Linked DNA regions of Pan troglodytes: region 1 is linked to region 2. A link is a contact called in public Hi-C data. All regions are on one chromosome and are shown on one strand. Each heading gives the region's core, a stretch centred on a gene start, on an enhancer-like site or on the middle of the called end of the contact. The rest is flanking DNA. Distances are from core to core; before and after follow the strand shown. Region 1 holds the start of MSX1 (msh homeobox 1). Region 2 overlaps STX18 (syntaxin 18).

Region 1 (6,096 bases), core at 2,497-4,996, 380 kb before region 2:
GACCTTAGATAAATCTCTTAACCTCTCTGCCCTCAGTTTCCCCATCTTTAACTCGAGAGTGTAGATCTAAATGCTAGAAGAGTACTAAGGGACTCTTCCAGCCACTTTTTGGCAGGGATCAGACTTCGGAGAGTGAACTCAGGGAGCAAAGAGGTGAAACTGGAGCAGTGTGAGGGTTAAAGGGAAGGCGGCTGGCGGTGCCGAGCAGGGGAGCACGTCGGGGGTACAGCACCAGGGCTGGAGGAATCGGCTGGCCCACAGGTGGGCGACCTGGGACCCTCTATGTCAGGTGGTACATGCTGTAGCCCACATGGGCCGTGTAGAGTCCCACGGGCGCCACAGGCAGCGCGGCGCGCTGGAAGGGGCCAGAGGCACCGTAGAGCGAGGCACCCGCCGCGGCCGCTACAGCTGCGGGGCCGCCGAGAGGGAAAGAGAGGCCGAAGGCAGCCGGTGGCAGCATGGGCTTGGCGGCCATCTTCAGCTTCTCCAGCTCTGCCTCTTGCAGTCTCTTTGCCTTGGCGCGGCGGTTCTGGAACCATATCTTCACCTGCGTCTCAGTGAGGCTGAGCGAGCTGGAGAACTCCGCGCGCTCGGCGATGGACAGGTACTGCTTCTGGCGGAACTTGCGCTCCAGCGCCAGCAGCTGCGCGGTGGTGAAAGGCGTCCGCGGCTTACGGTTCGTCTTGTGTTTGCGGAGGGTGCAGGCTGGGGGGCTCAGCCGCCCTGAGGGCCGAAAGAAAAAAAAGCAAGGGGTTAAGAGAGAAGCATTGGAGCATGATCAGCCCAAGAAGTAGTAATAATAGCCAAACAATACCAGATATTGAGTGCCGCCAAGTGCCTCGGTGCCGGGCATCGCGCAAGGCACTTGAAATATATTTTCTCCAATTCCCATTGCAACCCCGCAGGGGAGAAGTTCCTGTCTACTTTTTGCAAATGAAGAAGCTAAGATTCCAGGAGAAAAATACCCATGTTGAAGGCTCGATGTCCACATCTTAGGCCTAAACAGCTGGGAAGATGTGGAATCACCTTTGTGCTGCCCGGCGGCTTAGGAAGGCCTTCATGGCGGGCCTCCTCCCAGGGCCATCCAGAGGAAAGGTGGATGTTAATACAGTTGACGAAACATGCAGAAAGAGGCCCTGCGCCCAGCCCAAGGGCACATTTAGTTTTACGCGTTGGCCAAACATTTATCAGTGCCCACGGAATGCTTCAGTGTGGGGCTAGGCAGTTTTGTGGCATAGAATCCAAATCAAATTCTATACTTTCCCCGGAACACTTCGCTCCTACGGGATTCTAGGAGTAGTTCCCGCAGACCAGAGATGGAGCAGGGCAGACCATCATGGAGGGTGCACTGTGGCCAGCTCTCTTAGAAATAGAAAGTGTCATCTGGAGCGGAGAACGAGGGGCTGCTTTATTCTAATGGGCTTTTTCTTTAGATTGTCTCAGTCCTCTGTTGGATCGCGTTCACCCCTGGCGCCAGGGCCCTCTGGCCCCACTCAAACGTTTGTGTGTGTGTGTGTGTTGATGTTGTTGCGGGGGGAGTGTTGAGATCGCCTCTCCCCTCACCCTGTGGCATAGTCAGCAGACACCAACATGCCCAGCTGTCTTTTTCTTTTGGCTTCAAAATAAACCTCAAGGGTGGACAGTGAAGAAGCATCAGAGCGCAGGACTAGTGCAGGTCGGGGATGGGGTCTGCTGGGGACTGCCCCTGGATAAAATGTGGAACAAATTATCCCAACACAGCCGGGATCGCTTTGACTTCGGGGTCTTGGGGCCCAAGGCCCTAAGCATTGGAAAGGACACTTTGCCTATGCAGCAGCTTTCCCGGCAGAAAGTGAATTCAAATCGAAGATGTTTCACCACGCGGGTTTTGCCTAAGTATGCATTTTTTCACACCTCTCTAAAAAACAACCACAAACAGAAAAAACAAACAAACAAAAAAAAACACAAAGAAAACACAACGATCCTTTGGACTTTCAGACCACCAGGATGTGAGTCAAACGAAATCTCGTGTTAACACCCCGCTTCTTCCCCGCTGGAGGCCACCGGGAGTCCGGGAAGCGCTTGGCCCCCAACTAGCTTTCCGCCGGGCCGCCCGAGGGGCGGGCGCCGAGAGAAACGTCACTCCCTTCAGCGGCGACAACCCAGAGCGGGGCCACCTTCTCCGGCCATTAGGCTTAGGGAGGGACTGGCCTTTCAAAGACGTTTAATCCCCAGATAAAAATCATTCCTCAGCATCACGCCATTGAAATCTGGCTGCTATTATGCCGAGCAAAATAATCGGAGGAAACGAGGAAAACTTGGGAATTTCCCGTGCTCCTGAAATATCTCCGAGCGTGTTCTCTGAGTAGAGCAGCCAGGGGGCCGTGAGGCCTTGAAGCGAACCGCCTTGGGCACCTGGAGTCCACTTTAATGGCTCAGTCCTAGACGTTTGGGAGCTTCCCATAGGATTAGCGGGGGCGCCTTCCCCTAATTGACTTGGTGCCCCGCCCCCTTCACTGGAACCTGAATGTCCCCACCCCTGAATCATCCATCCGCCCAAAGCATCAACTATCTGCCTCAAACTCAAAGGGCATGGGGAGGTAGAATTCTGTAGGAGCTTCGGAACCTCTAGGCAAAGAGGTACTTGAAAGGGAAGAGGGGCTGGGGGACACCAGCTCCTACTGCGAGAAAGTGAAACTCCGGGTGCAGGGAAGATACCGCACCACACACATTCATCCGCTGGGGTGAAGCCGATGAAACAGAGTTTGGGATCAGATGAGGGATCATGGACCCCCGAGGTCGTTTGGTGGGGGCAGGAGGACAGGGTGCCCAGACATCGGTGTCCTATCCGTTAACTCCCACCCGCAGCGTCTCTGGGCCAAGGCGAGGAGGTCTGGAACCTTCTTCCTGGGTGGGAGTGGAGGGAGGCGCAAGACCCGGCCTTGCAGCCCACGGTTCCCTAGCACCGGCTGCAGGTACGCAGGCGCCGGAGGCCACCAGGAGCCCTCGGGTCCCACACCCCGCCCGGCCCCCTCCCTCTGCGCCTGGGTTCTGGCTACTCACTGGCCGGCGGCGGGGAGAAGCGGGGGCTCTGCATCCACGGGGTCCTCTCGGGCTTCTCGGGGCTCTCGGCTTTGACGAGCGCATCTTCTGGCAGCTTGAGGAGTCCCCCCACCGAGAAATGGCCGAGCGGCCGCGGCGAAGAGGGCGCGTCCGGGGCTCCCAGCGACCCCGGCGGGACGCCCAGTGGCTGCGCCGAGCCACCCGCCGCCTGCACGCCCTCGGAGGGCGCCAGGGCGCTCTCCTTGGCCCCCGGCTTCCTGTGGTCGGCCATGAGCGCCTCCACGCTGAAGGGCAGGAGCGAAGGGGACACTTTGGGCTTGGCCCCCTCCTCGTCCGCGCCCATGGCGGCTGCCGTGGCCGCGGCGGCGCTGGGGGCCTGGCCCGCGCCTCCCCCCGCCGGCTTGCCGAAGGCGGAGTCCTCCACTTTGACACCGAGTGGCAAAGAAGTCATGTCAGCAGCCGGGGCCATGCAGAGCCGGGCCCCCCCTTCTGCCGCAGCACTGGCCAGCCGCCGGGCATGGGCTCCGGGCGGGCTGGGAGCGCGGCCGGCCTCTGCGAGCGCCCGGGGCCCTGGCCGGGCGGACCCTCCCGCGCGCGCCTCCCGCCCCTCCCCAGCAGGCCAGCTCCGGCGTGCTGGGCCTGGCCCCCGGTCGCTGCCGCCGCGCAGGCAGAGTTCCCGGGAGCACTCGCCGGCTCCGGGCCCTACCGCGGCTCCCCAGAGAACTTGCTAATAAGGCGAGGCCAGCGGGGCGGCGGCCAATCAGCGCGCGAGGGGGCGGGCCCGGAGCGATCCATTGGGCCGCGCTCCTGGGGACTCGCCCGGAGGCGCGCTGGGCCTGGGGGCACGCAGGGCAGGGCCCAGGCGGCAGAGGGCAGGGGAGGAGAGGGGGTGCCCGGGAAACTTTCCTCTGCGCTGAAGCCCAAGAGGCCCTCTCTGCGGGAGTCCCCTGGGTCTCTATCTTTCTGTGTTCCCGGGGAATTTTCCCTTGTTCTCGTTCCTTCTCTTTTGCCCTCCTCTCCTCCCCTCCCCTCCTCAGCCCTCTTTTCCGCTCCTCTTTTTTTCCCCCGTCCTTGTTTCTCTCCTCTACTGCTTCTTTTACCTTTCTCTTTAGTCTGTGGCTGGGTTTCCCTGTGCCCCTCTCCACTGTCTGACCCCCCCTCTTCTTCTACCACAATAATTTGAGTTGAGGTTATTTCTTACACATTCCTTTTATATATATATTTTAAAATACGCATGGCTATTTATCCTAGGAGAAAGACATACTATTAACTTCTTTTCAAGAAACGAAACAAAACCAAACCTTCATTTTCTTCCTGTTCTGAAATCTTCTAAACTTTACCTCGAGGTAAAAGTGGGCCTTTGTCTCTAACTTAGAGCTGGAGTAAACCTTGCGGGAAGAAGCTAGCTTCCTGTAGTGCCAAGGATGTGAGAATACGTAAGATTATCTAGAATCTGCAGTCGGTTTTCATACACGATGTGTATTCCCCCCCCCCCCCACCCTCGCTCTGAACTTCTGTCCCAAGGGTCACAACACCTATAGCGCCCGGGCGGGGAAAGGAGCTGCCAGATCCTTTTGATATAGAACTTACTGAAATAAAACCAACAGAATCGTCAATGAAACACCGATCTGGCCTTAAGGTGACCTCAAACAACGCGTCCTTGGAAACAATGACATGTCCCTATCTCTGGGTCGCTGATCCTGGAGGGGAGAGGCACATTTGGGGGAGGGGGCTGGGAAAAGAGGAAAGTTCCTGGAGGTGGACTCTAGTGTGGGACTTGAGAACTCTTCTTTTGCCAGTTTCGGAGAAAACGTGATTTAATGTTTGCTGTTAATAATAATAATAAAGACAGAAAAAATGAGTTGGGGTCAGGGGAGATGCAAGATCTGCTTGAAGCGGGGTCGGGGCTTGGCCATTTTCTGCGCCTGTCGCTTTATGGCCTCTCCTCCCGCGGCCCAGGCCAGCGGCTCTCAGGGAGTGAGCGGAGGTGATTGGCGGCTCACTCGGCCCTGCCATTGATGACTGCGGGGTTCTAATCTCCAGGAAACACAAGGGGCTGCCGTGGCCATTTAGGGGTAATTATCCGAGCGCGGAGGGACAGCGAATTCCCTCGACTTTTAACTGGGCGCAATAAAAGCTGTAGATTAGGGGCGTCCAGATTAGGGAAAATGAATTAGAGCGGGAACTTTATTATCCGGAAGACGTCCGGGGTCTGGCGGCAGGGGTCGGGCTGCGGACGCCGGAGCGATTGGTAGCCTCCCATCTGTCCACAGGCCGTCGAGATATGCTGAGGCCTGGGGAAGTTCGGGAATACCTGCATCTGAATTTTACGCGCATCTCCAGGTTTCTAAAGGACCCAAGACTGCAACTCAGGCACTGGGCAGTGGTTGGAGCTTCTAGCTCGAGTTGGGCCGGCTGGACGCGCGGTGGCACCGGGGCCTCCGGAGGTTTGCCCGAGAGGGTACAAGGATAGAAGACCTTAAGACCCAATTTTGAAGCTCAGCTCGCTGAGGCTGAGCAAGGCTGTAGGGCAAACACCTTCCTGGTAGCCCAGCCAGGACAGCGAACAACAACATCTTCCTCTTCTTCTTCTTCCTCTTCCTCTTTTTCTTCCTCTTTTTCTCCTCCTCCTCCTCCTCCTCCTCTTCCTCCTCTCCTCCTCCTCCTCCTCATCTCCTCCTCCTCCTCCTCCTTCTTCTTCTTCTTCCTCTTCCTCTTCTTTGAGACGGAGTTTTGCTCTTGTCACCCAGGCTGGAGTGCAATGGCGCGATCTCAGTTCACTCCAACCTCCGCCTCCCAGGTTCAAGCGATTCCAGGACGGCGAACTTCTATTGCTCCCTTTCTAATCAAACTCTCGTCAGAACAACCCCCTCCGCACCCAGCCAGAATCTCCCTTTGTGGCCAGGTTAAAGGGGGAGAGGAAACAGAGGCCTATCTGCTTTTGGGGCCATATAAAAAGCGAGCAGTGTGCCTTTTCGAGTCTTTGCTTAGTTCCGCCCTCGCCCTCCTTCTGCAAATGTTTTGCTCCCAGGTCTCTTTAAGAATCTGATACAG
Region 2 (6,025 bases), core at 3,209-5,708:
CCTGTTTCAGCAGTGCCTGCCGTCCACCCAGCGTGTGTGAGCTCTGGGGTGAGGGCGAGATGGGGCTTGCGAATCTGCCGTTCCCATCATTGGTTTTGTTCCCTAGGGCCTCTTCTACTAAGAGTATCTTGCTTACTGCCTGCGAGTCTAGCATTTTCACTGCCATCATGTCTCCTAAACTCAAACCAGCCACTTCCTTTGATTCACAACTGAAGAAATGGCAGTCTTTTCCAACACTGGGCTGGGGGCACTGGCTGGTTTGAACCCATTGCAAGAATGTGTTGAAGTCCAGAGTGGCCTTGTGGCCTTTTAAAATTGTCATTTGAATTGTGTATGCTTTTCACCTTATGCACTAAAGTTCACCTTGCCCTATGGGTGAGACTGAAATAGTGATGAAATGAAGAAGAAAACTTAGAGTAGTTGAGCACCTACTGTGTGCCAGACACAGTGTCAGACTCTTCACAGACATTATTTTCATCAGTGACCTGTAGTCACCTTCAGCATTATTATTGTCTCAAGTTTATACCTCAGAGATGAAGGCTGGAAGAGGTTAAGTGACACAAAGCCATGTCACTAGTAAGTGGCAGAGCTGGGATCTGAACCCAGGTCTGTTTTACCTGGTTTCATCCTTTGCAGTATGGAGACTCAGAAGAATGCAGCATGCATGCACACTCTCCACACACAGCCTCCAGACCAGATGGGGTTTGGATTGAAACGCAAAGCAGTGCGAAGTTGGGTCGGATGCTTGGGTTGGAACTTCTTGTTCTGTTCTCCCTCCTCCCTTCCTCTTTATTACCTCCTTCCTTAATGTGCCTGGCCCATGCTGGGTCTTACATATTTGTCAAGTGAACAAATGAAAGAAAGTTTTCCAAGCACACAGAAAAGAAAGTAGTCATTATTAACCGGCAGGGATTCAGAAGCCTGAGCCATGTCTTTCCAGCCTATTGTGTAGTTTTGGATTGGGTTGTTAGGCAGGTAAGGGAGGAGAATATTTGTTTTTAGACGGCAGTAGTTAGCAAAGCCTCTCCGTGATGTTTTTGTGGAGGAAATGTTTTTAAAATAGACCCTTAGGGTGTTCATGACTAGTTGAGCTGGCTGTCTACAGGGAGGGGTCTCTGGTTCTTTGCTACTTTTTATATCCCATTTTCATCTCATTTTTTGAATGATGATTTTTCGTTATAGATGTCTTTAATGCCATAATGATCAGAATTGCAAATAACAGGAGGCCAGGAAAAATGTGCATATAATGAAGACCTAGTTTATCAGCAGCACTCATGGAAAAAGTCATTTTAGTCGATGTAAATTCAGCTCGACTCAGTGACATGAAAGTGAGCATGCCCTTAAGTGGCATTACTAGAAGCCCAGAGTCTGGAACAAGGGAAGCAATGGTTCTGTTTTCCTCTGCACTTCCTGCTGACACAGAGAGTATTGATTCTATTCTGGAAACTGTTATTTTATTTGGGAGGCCCATGAACTATATTCAGAGGTAGTAAGTATGGCCAGAAGCCACAGATGTATTTCATATAAAAAATTCCTGAGAGGAAGGGGCCGGGCACGGTGGCTCACACCTGTAATCCCAGCACTTTGGGAGGCCAAGGTGGGCGGATCACGAGGTCAGGAGATCAAGACCATCCTGGCTAACATGGTGAAACCCCATCTCTACTAAAAATACAAAAAAATTAGCCGGGCATGGTGGCACGCACCTGTAGTCCCAGCTACTCGGGAGGCTGAGGCAGGAGAATCACTTGAACCTGGGAGGTGGAGGTTGCAGTGAGCTGAGATCACGCCACTGCACTCCAGCCTGGGCAACAGGAGCGACACTCTGTCTCAAAAAGGAAAAAAAAAAATTTCTGAGAGGATTGGGAATGATTAGCTTGGAGAAGAGAGAAGACTCAGGTGGAGTAGATCACAGTAGCTGACCTCGATTCAGAGTAAGAAAGAACTTTTTACTGTCTGAGGTGAAATGGATGGCCAGGGAGAGGCAGTGGGTGCCCTGTCATGCTGCTCTTTTGGCAAAGCAGGTGTCTTCTAGATCCTTGCTAGTCTTAACCATCCAAGCAGGGAGGTAGTCACTGCTCTGTGTGTCATCTAGCCTGTTCTAGGCTAATAGTAAGGTCAGGTAAACCGGGAGTGGACAGAGCTTCAGAAATAGTGGGAATGTGTTCAGTAATGCCAAATAATTGTAGTTTGGGGAACTAGAAGAATGGGAATGAAGATGTTTAATTAGATTGAAGTTAGTAAGTTGGGGCTGGAAGAAGGAGTGAGGAGGAAGAGTTGAGTACATAATAAACATTTGTTTTTTTCTATGGGTGTAAGAGTCCTAGAAGTCTTTTAAAATGGAAGTTGCATTGAGTTTAATGGGAATCTTAAGCATTATAAGGTGCCACTCAACTTTTGAAATTAAATCATGAATTCTTTGTGTCATCAACACTAAGATTCTAGGTTTTTGTTTTTTTAATTTCTGGGTTTCTTTAAAGATGATAGGGGCTTAATATTAGAAAGGAAGCTATACGTTCCAGGTTGTTAGAAAGTTAGTTGCTAATATGAGAAATTAGACTGCTAAATCCACCTACCTAGTGTTAACCACCGATGCCCCCCTGTTAACCAGCCTCATTGTCTGTTACTTGAGACTCTCTGCAGTAAGAAGGTTGGGTCTAGAAAAGTCAGTCTCCTCTTTTGTGCACATGTTTTCTCTCCTTCTGTCTCTAAAAAGACATATGCTGAATTCTGGAAGCCGCAGTCCCGTAAGATTAGTATTGGTTCTTAGCAATAGGTTATTTAGCTATTGATTATACTTTTCCTAGGTTAAGATGGCCTTACTTATTTTTTCTGGTAAGATTTCCAGACTGATGGAATAAAGAACTTGATATATTCAGCTAACATTTATCACTTACAGCTTGCCTCAAGGAAGGTGGAAAGTGAACCCAGAATACTATATTTTAAAGCCTCCTTGGGCCCGCAATTTTGAGTAGAAGTTGAGTGATGGGAATGAAGACATTCTGGGCAGAGAGAAGCAGGTGCCAGAGTGCAGGGCAGAGAAGAGCAGGCTTGCTTAAGGAAAAGGCTCTGTGGTCTGGCACGCAGGTGGTTGCAGGAAGTGCAGGAACAGAAGCTGGTAGATGGAGCTGGCTCCTTTAGCCAATGTTTAACAAGGTGAGTGGATGGGACTGACTGACCAATTTCATTTGTAGGGCGAAAAAGAGAGAAGAGTGTAAAATGGCCAAGGTGTTCTAACTTGGAATCTAGAAAGGATGAAGACTTTCTCTTTGGGGCCGTCAGAACAGGAGGGACTAGGAGTAAGCCAGAGGGTGTGAGTGGCTGCATGAGGATACCGTTGGGACATATTGCTTTTGAGGCGTCAGTGGGACACACAGTGGCAGTATCTAAAAAGCATTTGGATACACTCAGCTTGAACACAGGAGGGAGGCAGCGGCTGGGTGGACAATTCATGTAGACAGTAAATAAAGCTATGGATTGGAATGAGTGAGCTTAGCAAGAACATGTAAAGAAAGAGCCAAGGGCTGAACTTACAAGAAGTTTCAGAGATTAACAAAGGCAGAGAGGGAATGAATGAAGGTGAAGAAAAGGAGTTATAGGTTTTAGAAAAGAGCCTAGAGACAGTGGTGTTCTGGAACCCGAGGGAGGCTAGTGCTTCAGGAGGGGACAAGGAAGGAGGAGGCAGGAGCAGGGAGGAGAGCCATCCGAGTTTGGTGAGGCCTGGTGAAGAGTGTCCCCCTCAGTGGGAATTGGGGGAAAGTGACAGGAGTTGCTTACTCAACAACTGCTGAAAGAAAAGAAGAAAGCGAGAAAGGAACAGTTCCTTTATGTATTCCCTCAACAAACTTGCTGCTGTGGTCCTGAGCACAGTGGAATATCTGTGGCTGTGCTAGCCTCTTTTGTGGGTGATTGGTCACTGGGGAGCTTCTTTTGCACAGGGATAGGACTCAGACAGTCCCCACTGTGACATCAGCAGGTCAACATGCTCCAGAGGTGTGTTAGTTCTGAACTTTTAGCTCTGACTTAGTAATTGCTATTGATGCATTTTTCAATTAAGAGTGAAAGGAGTTAGACTCGGAATTTAGTCAATGGGCTCCAAATTAAACTTGGGTACATGATCCTTGTGAAAAATCACTTTAACTTGTCAATAGTTGGCAAACATACAGCAGTGGTTTTTCTGGCTGTGCCTTTGGCTGCATACTAACTGAACAGCAAGCTGTGTCCACTGATTGAATGAAAAAAAAATAATGATTTTGTGTTACAGGGAACTTTTTACAATATGCCAGAGGGACCTACTGGAGTCTCTTTAATCTTGAACAATGCTTGTTTCTTGCAGAGGCAAATTATGCAAATCAGTACTTAGTGTTCCATAATCAATCAGGTCTTTGTTGGAAGTGTTGTGAGTGCCAGCAGAACAGAATTTCTATCATCCTGGGAAGGGTGAGGGGGTTTGCAAGTCAAACCACTGCTGTGATCAGCAAAGGACACTTGCCGACTGCTTTGAACTCTCCCCACAGTCAGAATGCGGTCGCTCTTTGAGAAGAATCCCATCATTTTGTACCAGGGTTTTTGTTGTACAGTATATCGTGCTTTGGGTAATTCACAAAACACCCACGAAGGAACAGCTAGCAAGGCTGTTCTGTGGGTGACACATAAAAACAAAGCTGGGCCTGCCGCCTGGGATGGCAGCTGGCAGCCATGCTCCCAGAGCTCCCTTTGTGTGGAATCTGCCTAGAGTGCAGTGTTTCAGAATATTCCTGGACTCAACTCATCCGTAGTGCATATGTATGCTTAAAAACAATCTCATTTCAGCTTCCTCCTGCACAGAATGGTGAACCTTTATTAATCCTTTGATTCCAGATCAAAAGAATCAGAGAAATTTTTAAAGTCCTTGGGAAAAAATTGTGCTGTTTTTGAGAGGTCCTGTTATTACTGCTGCTCTAATACTTGTGTTGCCATCTAGTGGATAATGGGAAGTATGTGGCTGCCTTAGTATGTTTGGAGTTTATTTTACCCTATTACTGATTCTTGAAGGGGATAGAAAATCAATTCAAAAAGTTTTTTAAAAAAAGAAAATCCCATGTGGAGCATTAAATAATTATTGAGGAGCCACTTTGGGCTAGGCAGATGCCTCAGCAGCTTATGTCAGGGAGACATGAAAACAATTCAAAAACTCACAAGATGGTGACATCTCTGCAAGGGATATATTTGCAAGATGGATCCTTAACCTGGCCTGGAGATAGCAGGGAAGCCTTTAGGAGGTGTAACACCTGAGCAGAGCCTCACGCATAGGAGTGAGTCAGAAGACAGGATTGGGAAGCAGGGAGGGCTTTGCGTCTGGAGACAGCAGCAGAGCGTAGGGCACTGGCGGGCCTTGGGCATGAGGATGTGGGCTTATCCTGGGTTAAAGGGGAAGGTAATGTACAGTTTTAGTCAAGGAAGTATGTGGGAAGATTCACCCTTTTTGATTGTTTAATAACATGTTTTATCTGATTATAAGGATTTTACGTAGTAACTGTAGAAAAATTTTAAAGTGCAAAAAGTATGAAGAAGAAAGCAGTCTCCAAATCTTACCACCTACAATCATTGATACCTTGATGAGCAGTCTTTTAGATTCCCCTCTATGTATGTATACAGCTCTAGGTGTGCATTTCCTATGTTTCACGCATATGGGTCACACCATACATGCTTTGGGCAACCTCTGTTTTGTCTCAGTTTTTCCCCACTAGGTAATATGCTTATGGGACTTTCATCCATGTTAATAGTTCCTGGTGTTGAGTCCATGTCAACTGTGTAGATCCACTGATAGGACCAGCTCTCACAGGAGACCTGTTTGCCTATTGGGATGCTGTGTTGTTTTGTTTGGTGTTTCCTAGTAAAACCTTTATGTGTATAAGAGCAGATAATGTAAGAGAGTCTTTTTTTTCCCCCTGTCAAATGCATCTCATGTAGGGACCATACTGCTGTTTTATAATTAATTTGGTTTTATGGTAGATGGGTTTTATGGAGAATTTCAATGTCTTGATGA

The links. A called contact is a pair of places that touch in the nucleus more often than the background predicts.
Region 1: a Hi-C map of stem cell-derived neural progenitor cells shows a contact between it and region 2, with 2.6 times the contacts expected there. The contact joins the promoter of MSX1 here to the enhancer-like site in region 2. A contact is called at or near these places in 3 of 7 Hi-C or Micro-C datasets (blood, induced pluripotent stem cells and stem cell-derived neural progenitor cells).

What each region holds. Positions count from the first base shown.
Region 1 is chr3:5,181,137-5,187,232 of NHGRI_mPanTro3-v2.0_pri, reverse strand. It overlaps MSX1 (msh homeobox 1), which reads right to left and starts at 3,746. Exons shown (of 2, transcript NM_001195262.3): 1 at 3,043-3,746; 2 at 1-723. The coding sequence starts at 3,511. The coding sequence ends at 281.
Region 2 is chr3:4,804,409-4,810,433 of NHGRI_mPanTro3-v2.0_pri, reverse strand. The region is part of intron 1 of STX18 (syntaxin 18); the gene reads left to right. Among named protein-coding and RNA genes, the nearest start is that of STX18, 60 kb to the left of the region's middle. Within about 2 kb of position 4,458, at least 14 of the 24 cell types and tissues checked have an H3K27ac peak or open chromatin away from gene starts, as enhancers often do. A contact at or near this core is called in stem cell-derived neural progenitor cells, where this site is marked.